Regions from separate parts of the Dromaius novaehollandiae genome. Here region 1 is linked to region 2. Evidence: chromatin contacts called from public Hi-C data. All regions are on one chromosome and are shown on one strand. Each heading gives the region's core, a stretch centred on a gene start, on an enhancer-like site or on the middle of the called end of the contact. The rest is flanking DNA. Distances are from core to core; before and after follow the strand shown.

Region 1 (6,443 bases), core at 1,671-4,170, 140 kb after region 2:
TAGTAACTGGCATCAATAAAACAGAGATACTAGAAATTCAGACATAGATGTCCATTGCATAGACTGGTGTAAGCTATTAAAAAAATCTATGCTAGAATACAGTACTTATCTGAATGCCTGTCTTTCCTTTTAGCTAGGCTCTACGAAGATGAATACTTCTCTGTCAAGCCTTGGATTGCGTTGTCTCTTCTTCAGGTAGTTTATTGTTAGTGTACCCAATTTTCTCCTCCATTGCTGTACTAATAATTTACTTTTCTTATGGTGTCTAAGACATTTGCCATAGAAATAACACTAAATTGCATAGCAATTCCAGACATGTTATTTTAGAATAAACTATAATTAACTTCAGATATGTGACAGAAAACAGACTGTATTAAAGTAGTATCTAATAATAGCTCTTGAGATAATGTCCTAAGGGAGGAACATGGGAAAGTCCATTATGTAAGAAATAAAAAGATAATTTTGTTTTATATTTAGCCCACATGAATGCTGATCAAAATATTCAAGAAAGTGATAGAAAATAAACTCTAATCAAGAGGCAAAGCATGCTCTACTATCTAAGAGCCTTCTTAGAGAAAAGCGGTATTGTTGTGCACTGCAAATATGACATTGTGTCAGTTTCCCAAGAGAAACACCAGCAAAGTCCTAAGATGAAACTTGCAGAAGGCATTGCTGGATAGTGATTATCCATGCTCAACATGCAGCTATTAAGGATTTTCCCACACACCTGTATTTGGCCCCAGGGCTAGCAAAGCCTAAAATTATGTAACTTTCCTCAGTCCCAAAACTGCTTACCTCTGCTCCTTGACTGAGAAAGGTTAAATTGATTTTTGTTCCTGAGCGTTTGTATCTAAATTATCTACTGCCCATCTTTCCATAAAGAAGAGCATGTTTGTTCCAGCACTTGCTGAATTCCAGCTATTTGATCATCATTCTTGAACTGTGTGTTATCCATAAATGGACTATGGTATTCCAAAACTTAGCACTCCCAAACTGTAAATAAAGACGAACACTATTTCTTCAAAAAAAGACTTGGTGAAAGGTGTTCCAAGTAAGGCTACACAGCAATCAATTAATCATGACGCCCAGCAGTCATGTTATTAGGACACTTTATTCTCTTCATCTTTTGCTCTATTTTGCTGTGTTTATGCAGTTCAGCACATAAGCTGAAACTCACTGTAAATACTGGTGTTACTTCTGTGCACATGTAGTAACAGCAGTTGAACTGAGATGAACCTTTATCATGCAACTGCAGAACAGCAGTCTAATGAGCATGGTTTCTTCCAGACTTATCACTTCCACACAGGCAGAAACAGTGCTGTGTTTCCATTTTGCCTTCCATTTTCTCCAATCTGCACAGGAGAAAGGCTAAAAAACAAGGTGAAGAGTTCCTTCTTGCAAGTCACAGAAATGTTAACATAGGTAAGGTAATTTAGGACTGCATTACAGAGGCTACAATTCAGACGACTAGAACCTGTGTCCTACAGCAGTGAGCTTTTCTCCTGGGAAAATCTCACAGTGATTGCCTCTTCCCTGAACTCTTAGGGAAGATCCCCTGAGGGATTTTCCATGGGAGATGATCCAGGCTGCGAGCAACAGACAGTGAAACAGTCTCTTGAACCAGCCAGTTAACTTGGCTTTTCTCACCCTGGCCATGGTATTTTTTTCCATGGGTAGCTGCCTACTTGATTAATCTCATTTCCCCTGGCCCTCAGCCTCTCCATTCACCTTCCAGCTGAGCAAACAAAGGGGCGGGTAGCCATTTTAAAACGCTTCCTCCTCTAATCCCTCTGGGATAGACCCTCAGTTCATCCTGTTCATAAAACAACTGTTTTAACAATCTCTGAGAAATGTGTCTCTTTACTATTACTTGGACCAATAATCCTCTACTGGGGTCAACTTAAAAAGACCAAGATCTACCACCTGGGAACCACCATTCAGCTAATTACCTTATTATTATTATTACTACTAGATGGAATAGACTTACTAAAGCTCTTGGCACTTGTATCAGCTAGGAAAGTTTGGAGTAAACAAACCAGTATTACAGTCTGCGTTTCCACATTCCATCTCTGTATTATACACAAATATGTTTAAAAATAAATACAATATAAAGAAAACTTTATTCTGTGAAAATTAAACCTTAAATCCTAAACAGGAATCTATACTCAGCTGAAAGCTACCTACCTTGGAAATAGCAAGGCTTTCATCAATGAAAATCCAAAATAATTAAGGTAAGTAAGAAAAACATAGGCTTTTGCAGCCTTCTGAGTATAGTAGGACTGCTGAGTTCAAGGAAGAGCAATCTGCCCCTGCTCTACACTGTTTCCCACACCCCAGCTAACATGGAATATGTTTCTTGAATACAAAGTCAACTTTCTAGAACAGGGATTTTGTGACACAGGGATCCAACTTCACGTTAATTCAGGTGTCTGCAGAACCCTGCGGCTAAAAAACGATGCTGCCCGATGGGTCCAGCGCAGAAGCTGCCAGTCGGCGCCTCCCGGGCCGCAGATCTCCTCCACCACCTGCGACACTCAGCCCGAGATAGGAAGCCGCGTCCCAGCCCCGGTCCCCTCTCTGCCTGCCTTAGCCCTGGGCCTGCTGCTCCGCTCCCCCTTGGAGCCTGACAGCCTGCCTGAGCGCGCAGGAAACACTCCTGTCGTTACTTTTAGGATCGTGTCTATCTATCAGGAAGACTTTCCCCAGGATTTGGGGTGAAATCTACCTATAGGCCCCCCGAACTGTGAGAATCATCTCCATTTTGTGCCTCTAATGCTCCCCCCTCCCCGTTTTGCGGCGCGGTTCCCGCACGGTGCCGGCACCGCCAGCGCCGCGCTGCGGCGGTCCTCGCCGGGCCCGCGCTAACGGCCGCAGCCCTCGCCTGGCGCGCGGCCCACTCCCGCCCCCGCCCCGTTCGCGTTCCAACCAAGTGCGGCCCTGCCGCCCCGCCGTCCCTTCCGGTAAGATGGCGGCCCCCAGTGCGCTGCGGAAGCGGCGGGCGGCGGCGGGCCCGGGCGGCTCCGGCAGGGACATGCGGCCGGGCCCGCGGCGGCAGCATGGCAGCGGCGGCCGGCCGCGCCGCGGAGCTGCGGGGCCGCAGCCTCCCCGAGCTGCGCGACATGCTGAGGCGGCAGCAGCGGCTGCTGGCGGACCGGTGAGCGCGGCGGGGGCGCGGCTGCGTGTGCCGGAACGGCTCTACCCGCCGCGCGGCTCGGGAGCTGCCTGGGCTTTGGGGGGCGGGAGGCCGGGCGGCAGCGGCCGGGGCGGCGGCAGCGCCCGCTTGGCTCTAGCGGCCCCCTCGGTTCTGTGGCTTTCTGGGGACGCGCGGTTGTGCGAGGGTCGCGGCTGGGGGCAGGCGCAAGCTCAGGCTGTAACTTTGTGGCCTGCGGATATTCACGGTGAAACCGGAGCGGTTGCTCCCGGGAGGGCAGGAGCGGTCGGTGCTGCCGCCCCGCCGGAGGCACCGGGGAAACTGCGGGCTGCGCCGCTCGGAGCAGCGCTTCCGTATCCGAGCAGGAAAGCGTGGCGCTCGCCTTACCACAGCACGCGCCCGAGATTGCGCCTGAGATTGCCTTTGCGCCCTTTCGGTCTGCAGAAGCCCGATACGCAGAGGTGAAGCCTACTGTCACAGTGAGGCTTAAAGCAGCGTTCGCTGCTTTAATGGAGTAGAGTCTATCTGTCTCTCCAGTTGAAATACAATTTTTTTATACCTTCTTATGTAACTTACTTATTTTCTTTTAGGAAATTTATTGCTAGGCTTCCAGATAAGGGTAAGAAGATCTCTGATTTTGTTGAAAAGCTGACACTTGCCATTTCACAAGAGGAAGAAATAGCAAAGACAGCCGAGCTGTTGTCCGCTGTCAGGTTGGAGTTCCAGGCGAAACGGGAGGAGGTTCATAAGAGCAAGCAGCAGGCAACCCGAAATGAGGACGTCCCCAGCCAGGAAGATTCCTCAGCCTTTAATGAAAATTCTAATATTAAAGAAGTCTCTAAGATCGCTTCCCAAAGACAGGAGGCAGAATGTACTCAGCAAGATGCCACAAATACGGCTTCTGAAAATCAGAGGACTCGGAGAAAAAATGATAAAATAAAGACTGCTATAAAAGATCAGAATCATTTTTGCGAAATTAGCTCCAAGTCGGCTACAAGCACTCATCTGAGAAATGATCAGCAGATATCTCGGATTAATTCTCAGGGTGGTACAGAAAGTACAGGTGCTTTGGACAAGAATAAAGACATGCTGGTTGATGCCTTTCAAAAAGTTACAATTGTAGATGGGGATAATAATGAACGAGTATTGGAGAAAGAGCAGAATGTCGCTAAATATAAGGGCAATATCTTTGGCAGCCTGCCTACCAAGACACCACATTATATTGAAGTTCTAAAGTCTAGAGCTGAGAACCCGATCATTAAGAAAAACAAATTTAAAACAAATACGTAAGTATTACAGCATAGGGTTGTTCTTTTTTTTGGTGAAATAATTGATTTGTATAAAATTGGAAATTGGAGAACAAGCATGGTGCATTTATTTTCTTGTAGTGATTACAGAGATTTAAAGTCATATGACATGCTATGTTAATATATCGGCTCTTCGGCATTAGGTACAGAATCTAAATATTGAGCAGTGGTCTAATTCTACCCATTTAAAAAATTTTTAAGTCTTCATAGACTTTTTTAGCTTGAGCTACAAAACTACTAAATGGTTGGCAGAAGTTTCTTGTGGATTACGGGGAACCTTAGTAGTAGCTGGCCTTTGCTTTTCCTCCACCACTACAGAAATTACAATTCACATTGTATTGACAGCAGTAACAGTTTATACTTTCCTTGATTCTCAAGACATTGCTGTTTCATGTATGCTACTTAGTTGGCTTACTTTTCTGCTCGCTGTCAGGAATGATTTGTGGCGTTTTCTCTCTGCAGAGAAACTATGTCTGACTAAATGATGAGAAGCTTTTTTCTTTTTAGCTTTTCAAAGTGCTGCTTGTTCTTAGTTTGTATATGGTGTCATAACACTTGATATGCTCTTCAAACTTTTCAACTCTTATGTGCTCAGAGTAACGTGGTTTCAGAACTGAAGTTATTCAACCTTATGTTGCAAATTTGGTTCACAACTTGCATGTTTTATCCCTTATAGATTATCAGGAGAGCTAAGTGGATCATCGCATGGTTCCTCATCCAGTCATTCGCCTGGGGGATTTGGATCTCCAATTACTACCGAAGAAAGACGACTTAGAGACAAGAAACATTTGAATGATATTACAGCAGCTCGGCTACCACCACTTCATCATGCCCCTGCTAAGTTATTATCTATAGAGGAGTCCATAGCAATTCAGATACAGCAAAAAGAAGCTTATGAGGTGTGTATTTAAGACTTGGTCTGGAAAGTAATTATATAATTGGGACTGCTCCTAAAAAAAGAGAGCATACAGGCGTCTTTTGATGCTGATGAGTTTAATGATGAAATTGAGATTTCCAGACCTTGTGAGGAAAGGTGTTTTTTCTTGTATTTGATTCTTTTAATGATGTATTTAAATGATGAATTAGTTGCTTCTGAAACTGCTATTCATGTATTGGACAAAATCTGGCATTATTCTTTGTGTGCAGTTATGCTAACTCCACTGCAGTCTCTTCACCTCTGACTAGAAATTCAGATGTGTGCCTTGCCTATTATCTTTTAAAGAGTTTACAGCCCTTGTATAAATGAAGGCATAATAGTGTTTGGTACTCCTAAAACATGTAGGTAGGTAGACTTGACTTAGCTCATTCTGTGCATGAAATATCTTGAGTTCTGAAGTTCTTTAAAGTTAAGGAAATTTCATGCTGAATTCTGCTATAAGGAGTTTTGGTATGGACTTGCTAGGTGGTGCAGAGCTAATGTTGAAACTAGGCATTCTTGTAAAACTGTTTATTGCGCTTATCGTTTTTCAAGCGCTTACTAATTTAGTCATCTTGGTGCTTGAAGGGAGGTAATTCATTCAGAAAATGGAAACAGAGTGTTTGCTGAGTGAGAGACATTGCTCTTGGCTACGTGTGCTCTTGGGTGCTGTGCAAGGCTGCTCTCCTGTGTGGGCTTATTTTGTTCCCTTAGAGCTGACATTAGTGTATCACAGATGAGGCCTGCCACACAGGGAATTTCAACTCACATAAAAAGGTCTTCAAATATTGATAGCACAGATATGTATTAAATTTAAAGAAATCCAGGTTTTTTTCAATAATTATTAGAAATTTAGCTTAAGACCACTCTAGAGTTACTAGTATTATTGTTAGGACAAGTTTTTCCTTTAGAAGATTTTTGTGATGATGAGTGTAAAAATGACAAATGAATGCTTTTCTTAACTCGATTTTGTTTTTTCCAATAGGAAATGCAAGCCAAACTTGCAGCACAGAAGCTTGCAGAAAGATTGAATATAAAAATGATCAGGTTTGAACCAGAGGGAGAGGCC
Region 2 (6,122 bases), core at 2,339-4,838:
CAGATTTTTTTTTTTTTTTTTTTTTTTTTGAATAGTGCCTCTCCACATTGTGTGCAAGGGTTAGAGACAGAGCAAACCTAGTGCTCTGGGTAATATCAGCGGTACTCTGGGCATTTAGCAGCTGCATTTGGGAAAATATGAGATGACAAATATAAAAGACAGACTACCAAAAAAAAAAAAGAAAGAAAAAGAAAAGAAAGAAAGCCACTGGGAAAAGAAAAAAACCAAGAAAGGTGGGAAAAAAAAAAAAAGAATGGCCTCGCTTTCTGGTAATCTTTGGAGGAAGCAGAGATCATATGTTAGGAAAGCATCTGGTAAGAGTGTAAAACTAAATTTCTTCAAATAAACCAAATCCTCCTCTGAGAAGAAATTTACTCCATAGTAAATTTAATGTATAAATATGACTGTTTCTGTGTTCTGTGATAAAGTGTTCTAATTTTTATAAAAGGGTACTTTTTCATGCATGTATAACTCAGAAGTGCCTTGTTAAGTTCACAACTTCATAATCAACTCTCTAAGCATTCTGCTTAAGATAAAATATTTTCAGAAAATAACAAGTAGATGAAAATAATAGTAGAGACTAGAAAGGAGACCTGAATTTTGAAGATTGCATTTCTTGAAAAAAGAAATAGATAAAAATGTCTATTACATACTTAAATGAATACAGTAATAATAGTGATAATCTTGTCATTTCTTAAGCAACAGATATCTAACCTTTTATAATAATTTAAGAAAATCACTAAAAACCTTGCAATATATACTGTAAAAGGTGTCAGAAGCAATGTTTCAAAGTAAGTATATGCTGTGAGAAAGAAGGATTTTTTTCCTTTCCACTGTGAGAGAAATTATTGGCTCAGATCCTCTCCTGTAAGGAAATCAGGGGAATATAATAAAAAGTCATAACACAGTTCACTATGTAGTTGAATAGTAAGAGATAGACATGTATCTTGCTAGGGCACTTTAAAATCGAGGTTTCAATATGGTCTAACTCAGTGAGGAAGGAGAGCTGAATTTAGGGAGTGCTATGCAATACCTGAGGTGTGCTGGAGTAGCTAGCAGCTGGAATTAATCTAGAGCAGCACAAGCTGCTAGGGCATTACTGTTTGTTTTTGCTTTAGCTGCTTACTCCATTTTGTATTGTATTTCACAAGTGTCTGCTAATACACTGCCTGGCCTGAGAGACATTAATCATGGTGTCAAGCCAGTTTTGTAAACAAGGACCAAAGCCTTCATTTAAAGAGGAGAAAGAGAAGTAGGTGGATCAGAGTAGGGAAGGAAATGGTAGTCTGCACTGAGATGATATTCTGTATATGACCTATCTCTTGTCTTCCATGCAATTCTATCTTGTTGCTGTGTTTGTATGCACTCCTTCAAAAAATTCGTACCTAATTGGACGATCTCGAGCTTTTACTGAATTCCAGATGAACTGTGGCTCTTACTGAACAGTCTTAATATTTGTAGCATTATTATACCAAATACTCATAAAACTCATGTTCAGAATATGCCAAAGATCTGTGAGGAACTCTTTGACAAAATGTTTGACTGAAAATACAATTTTCATGAAAATGTACAGGTTTAGATTAAACTTTCCTCAAAGGCTTATAAAGCTTAGGATAAAACTGGGAGTCAAAACCCAGTCAAAGGTCTGCTTTTCAGTCTGTGATTCCCATAGCTCAAATAATAGTTTCAGTAATTGTGCTTCTATGGTCCCACTTCTTGTTTCTTTGGTTTTTTAATACCCCCCCTCCAAAAAAAAAAAAAAAAAAAAGAAAAAAAAATCTTGGCTTCATTCTCATGTGAAATAATTTTTCTGAAAAATCTCAAAAAAATGTGGGACAGGAGAACAGTTTCCTAAGCAGTGTAATACTGAGCACACAACATGAGAATTGAATTGCTTCCTGAGCTACCTGACAGGTAGCTGAGGAAGCTGAGTTACCTGATAGGTAATGTTTAATAAAAAAAATTAATTAAAGACTACATAATAATGACTAATAGTCATTGTGGCATGGTTGTTTTGGGAAGAAATGAATCTCTCATTTTTTCTGTTTTATTTCTAAGTGCAATGGAAATGTATTATTGTATAACATTGCTGATTAACACCAGTTTTAATTTCACCTCTAACAATAACCTGAAAATTATGGGTGTATACACCTCTTTAGTGAAACATTTTGTAGCCTATTAAGTTCACTTCCTTCACACATTACAAAACTAGAGGAAGAACTGAACAAACTGTCAGCATATTTCTTCACACTTCCATTGTAATAACATATGGCCATATGCATATCTGTGAGTTCAACTGACTGGCAGCTTTGCCCTTAATTTTCTGAAGTATTCTAGATTCATGGGAGCTTTTAATTTTTTTTTTTTTTTTTTCCAGTACAGAGCCTAAAACTGGATATAGTGCCCCAGGAATGACACTATGAATGTTGCATTGAAAACAGTTGCTTTTCTAGTCAACCCCCTTCTGTTTATACATCCTAATTAAGGCAGGGGCACACTCTACAGCAAACTTGCACAATATCCTACAGCTTACGTTGTGGGTGTTTGCTAACCGGCTTCTTTTGACAGAGACATAGGAAGTAGCAGAAGTGTATGGGAAGTGCCAGATTTGTGAGGAGCGAATCCAGCACAGCTGGATTTGGGAGAGGATGTGTGCCTATACATACTGCTCTATACAACAACTTTGTAAGTGGTTTTCACAGCTCATATACTGAATTCTTCCTTCTCATGTTAACTGCCTTACGTTTCTCTCTCTGTTCTAGACATGGGCCTATCATTACATTTTGCATTTGAGTGTACTTACTATAGCCTTTTTTTCAGACAATGCTGCTGTTTGTTTTAGCTGTTTCAATTAAACCCTGAGAACAAATTTCTGAGGGTGGAAAGGGTTAACAGAGGCCTGGTTCTTTTGAGATGCTTACATTCACTCATGGATGTGTTGTATGCCATACTTTTAAAACCAGGGCCCTCGGCAGGTAGCCTTCCCCTGCGCATGGGCTGAGGGGGACACACTGCAGCACAGCAGCGCTTCAAGTCGCCCCACATGGATAGAATTTTCTGGAAATCTGGGAACACCTCTCAGTGATACCTCTGGCCTGGTGGAAGATGTTGCGAAAACCATCCAAACCGCTGAAGAGAGCCCGGGGGCGTCCTGGGGAGCCGCGGTTCCCCCAGCCCCCGCTTACCTCCGCCGCGCTGCCCGCAGAAACGTCCCCCCCCCCCGGCCGGGAGCACCGGGGCTGGGGGCTCGGTTGGGCCCCCGGGGCGCCGGGCGAGGTGGCGCCGGCAGTTGGCGCCGCGCGGCTGCGAGGACCGCGGCCCGGGAAGCCCCGCGCGCCGCGCTGCCCTCAGGCGCGCAACGGCCGCGGCCCGAGGAGTCGCGCGCGCCGCGCTGCCCTCAGGCGCGCAACGGCCGCGGGGCGGGGCGGGAAACGGCGGCAGCGCGCGAGGTGGCCGCTCGCCCGCCCCCCGCTCACCTGAGGGAGCGCCCCCCGCCCGGCCCCTCCTCGGCGCGGCCGCTCCGGCGCCCCCTCCCCCGCAGGAGGGGGCGGGCAGTCGGCGCTCGGCTCCGGCTGCGAGCGCGCCTGGCCCGGGCGGGGGCGGGGGCGGCGGCGAGCGCGGCGCGGAGTTGACGGGGCGCCCGCGGCACAGGGCGAGGCGGCCCGGGACGGGTGAGGAGAGCGGCGGCGGCGCGGGCAGGGGCGGGGGGAGCTCCGGGCGCCGCGCGGGGATCCAGCGACGCCTGACTGCCGCCGCGGGCGTGCCGGGGGCCGGGTGGGCGCGGGGGGCTCCAGCCCGCGGCGGGGGGCGGCGGCGCCGTCGCCTCCTTCGCCGAGACTGCGGCGGGAAGGTGGCGGCCCGGCCCGTGGCTTCAGGTGAACGGAGCGGGGCTGGGCGCCCCCCGCCCTCCCGCCGCGCACATTCCTCCGGGGATTCCTGGCATTCCTCAGTCAGGGGCGCCCCGACTTCTGCGTCTCCCTCTTTATTCCGCGAATTAGCCTTGTGTTTTGGGCTCTTTTGGTTCGTTGGGTTGTTTCTTTTGCCGAAGGGCGTGCCCGCGCCGTGCGGGCTCGTTCTCCCGGGGGGGGCTGCGAGCGGCGCCTCGGCCGTTTGTGGCTGCTGCCGGCAGCGGGTGGGATTTGTCTCCCGCCCCCGCGGTGACAACTTTATCGGGAGATGAGGGCGGCGGCGGGGGCTGTGCGGTGAATTTGGATAAGCATTTGCAGTTGGCGGAAGAAGAACAGTTGTTACGGCTTTTATCTTTCTCCTGGTTTTTTTTTTTTTTTTGCATGTGATTTCGCTTTACACTCTGATTTCTTTTTTTCGGGGCAAAATATTAAAAAAAAATCACTGCAATATAGTTGGAATAATTATCAAAGTAGAAATATTGGAAACTTACCCTTGAAGGTGCTTTTATATATCTGAACATCTACAGTGTGTTTGACTTGCACACACTTATGTAAGATGAATCCTGTAGATGAATCAGAAATCGCCTAGGATATAAGGATTTGTGGTATACCCATATAAATTTGACAGATTCAGTGTCTGATGCTTATTCTGACAACAAATTCTGTCACATGCTCATATTTAAGCTTTGCTCTATAGAGCTGGTTTTAACAGAACTTTGAAACTTTTGTAAAAATGTAATTAAGATGGGAGAACCAAACCACTGGTAACCTCTTCTTGGTGGTTTGTGAAAAATCATTTGACTAGCAAGAATAATCATTTAAGAGTTATATTTTCTAGAAATGTCGTTGAATTGTCTCATCTTTTTTTCCCCCACGTTAGACCCAGAATAAATTCCACTGTGCACATAATGTGTACTATGGTGATTGCTGATTAAAATAAAAGCATACAAAATCGCTGGTAGGTTTTTATATTACAGTGTAAGTTTGTCGTCAGGATTTTTGTTTCTTTTGAAAAGGTTATAAATGAAAATTAAAACTTTTCATACAGTATTGGAGTGTACTCTTAGTAGTGTGGTAAGCAGCATATTACATGAAGAAGTCGTCTGTCATGTTAAGAAAGGTGATCTTTTTAACAAACTTGATACGAACTAAAAAAAAGCAGTGATTCAGATTAAATATTTTATGAAAATTAATAACTTTACATGTATACATGTATGTATTTAATATTTAGTGGTGTTTTTCAAATGTATCGATCACTGGAAAAGTTCCTTGAATTGCAGATGACATTAACTGTTTCCAAACCCCACTTCAATTGCAAATACACAACTGGGGGGATTGTTTTAGTGAATGTCAGTAACGTTATAATAGCAATGAAAAGGGAGGGGTAATCATCGCTAACCTGTTTGCTTACAGAATTTGTGGTGCTCTCCCGAAGAGACTGTGTTGTGTATGGGTGTGTGTAACACAACTGTTTTTGTTCTCAGTATCTGACTTGATTGCTTTATGCTTATTCTAAATCTAAGAGACGTCATGTTTAGGCTGCCTGATTGTCTCCAAGCAGTTGAGCATTTTTTAATTTCTGCTAACTGCGTTTTTAGTTTCTCACTGTCGCTAGCAAAATGTTGGAGAACGCGCTTAGGGTTTCCCCTGACAGGATAGATATGGAAGATGTGGAATTTAGTTTTCTGCAAACCTGGTCTGTGGTGCAGTTATGGATCCTGTGTAAAGAATTTTACCTCAATAAAAGGATGGCGAAGCAGAAAAAAAGAATGGATGACAGTATGCTTGTGTTCCTTCTCTTGTCCTGTATTGTGTAATAGGAAGTTGATATTTCTTGGGGTATTGGTGAAACTGGTTTGTCTAGTGTCTGCAGTGTCATCTGAAATGTGTAGGTGAAATGGCATGACCTCAAACTTAAATATTTAAATCTTTTGTCATGGAGCAATGCGAGATGAACATTTTTGCAAAGGTTTGTTGCAAGGCGTTCGTTCAGCCTACATCATGGTGGGCACGTTATTATTTTAAAATAGCTACCCTATGTATTTTTGGGCCAAATGATTCTGTTGATGTCAGAAATTAACTGAAAATAGACTGGTGTAGTTTCTGCAGCTTGAAGTTTAACCATTTCTGCTTTTTGATGTCGTCTTTATTACCTGGCCCTTTCACTGAGATGGTAACCTGAAAATGCCTGTATTAATACCAAGCATGTAAGCC

The links. A called contact is a pair of places that touch in the nucleus more often than the background predicts.
Region 1: a Hi-C map of ovary shows a contact between it and region 2, with 3 times the contacts expected there. The contact joins the enhancer-like site here to the promoter of CGNL1 in region 2. A contact is called at or near these places in 2 of 4 Hi-C or Micro-C datasets (brain and ovary).

What each region holds. Positions count from the first base shown.
Region 1 is chr10:16,583,676-16,590,118 of bDroNov1.hap1, forward strand. MYZAP (myocardial zonula adherens protein) reads left to right here. Exons shown (of 15, transcript XM_064517428.1): 13 at 3,742-4,437; 14 at 5,135-5,357; 15 at 6,360-6,443. Among named protein-coding and RNA genes, the nearest start is that of MYZAP, 53 kb to the left of the region's middle. Within about 2 kb of position 2,921, at least 1 of the 2 cell types and tissues checked has open chromatin away from gene starts, as enhancers often do.
Region 2 is chr10:16,441,163-16,447,284 of bDroNov1.hap1, forward strand. CGNL1 (cingulin like 1) reads left to right here and starts at 3,589. Exons shown (of 19, transcript XM_064517430.1): 1 at 3,589-3,671.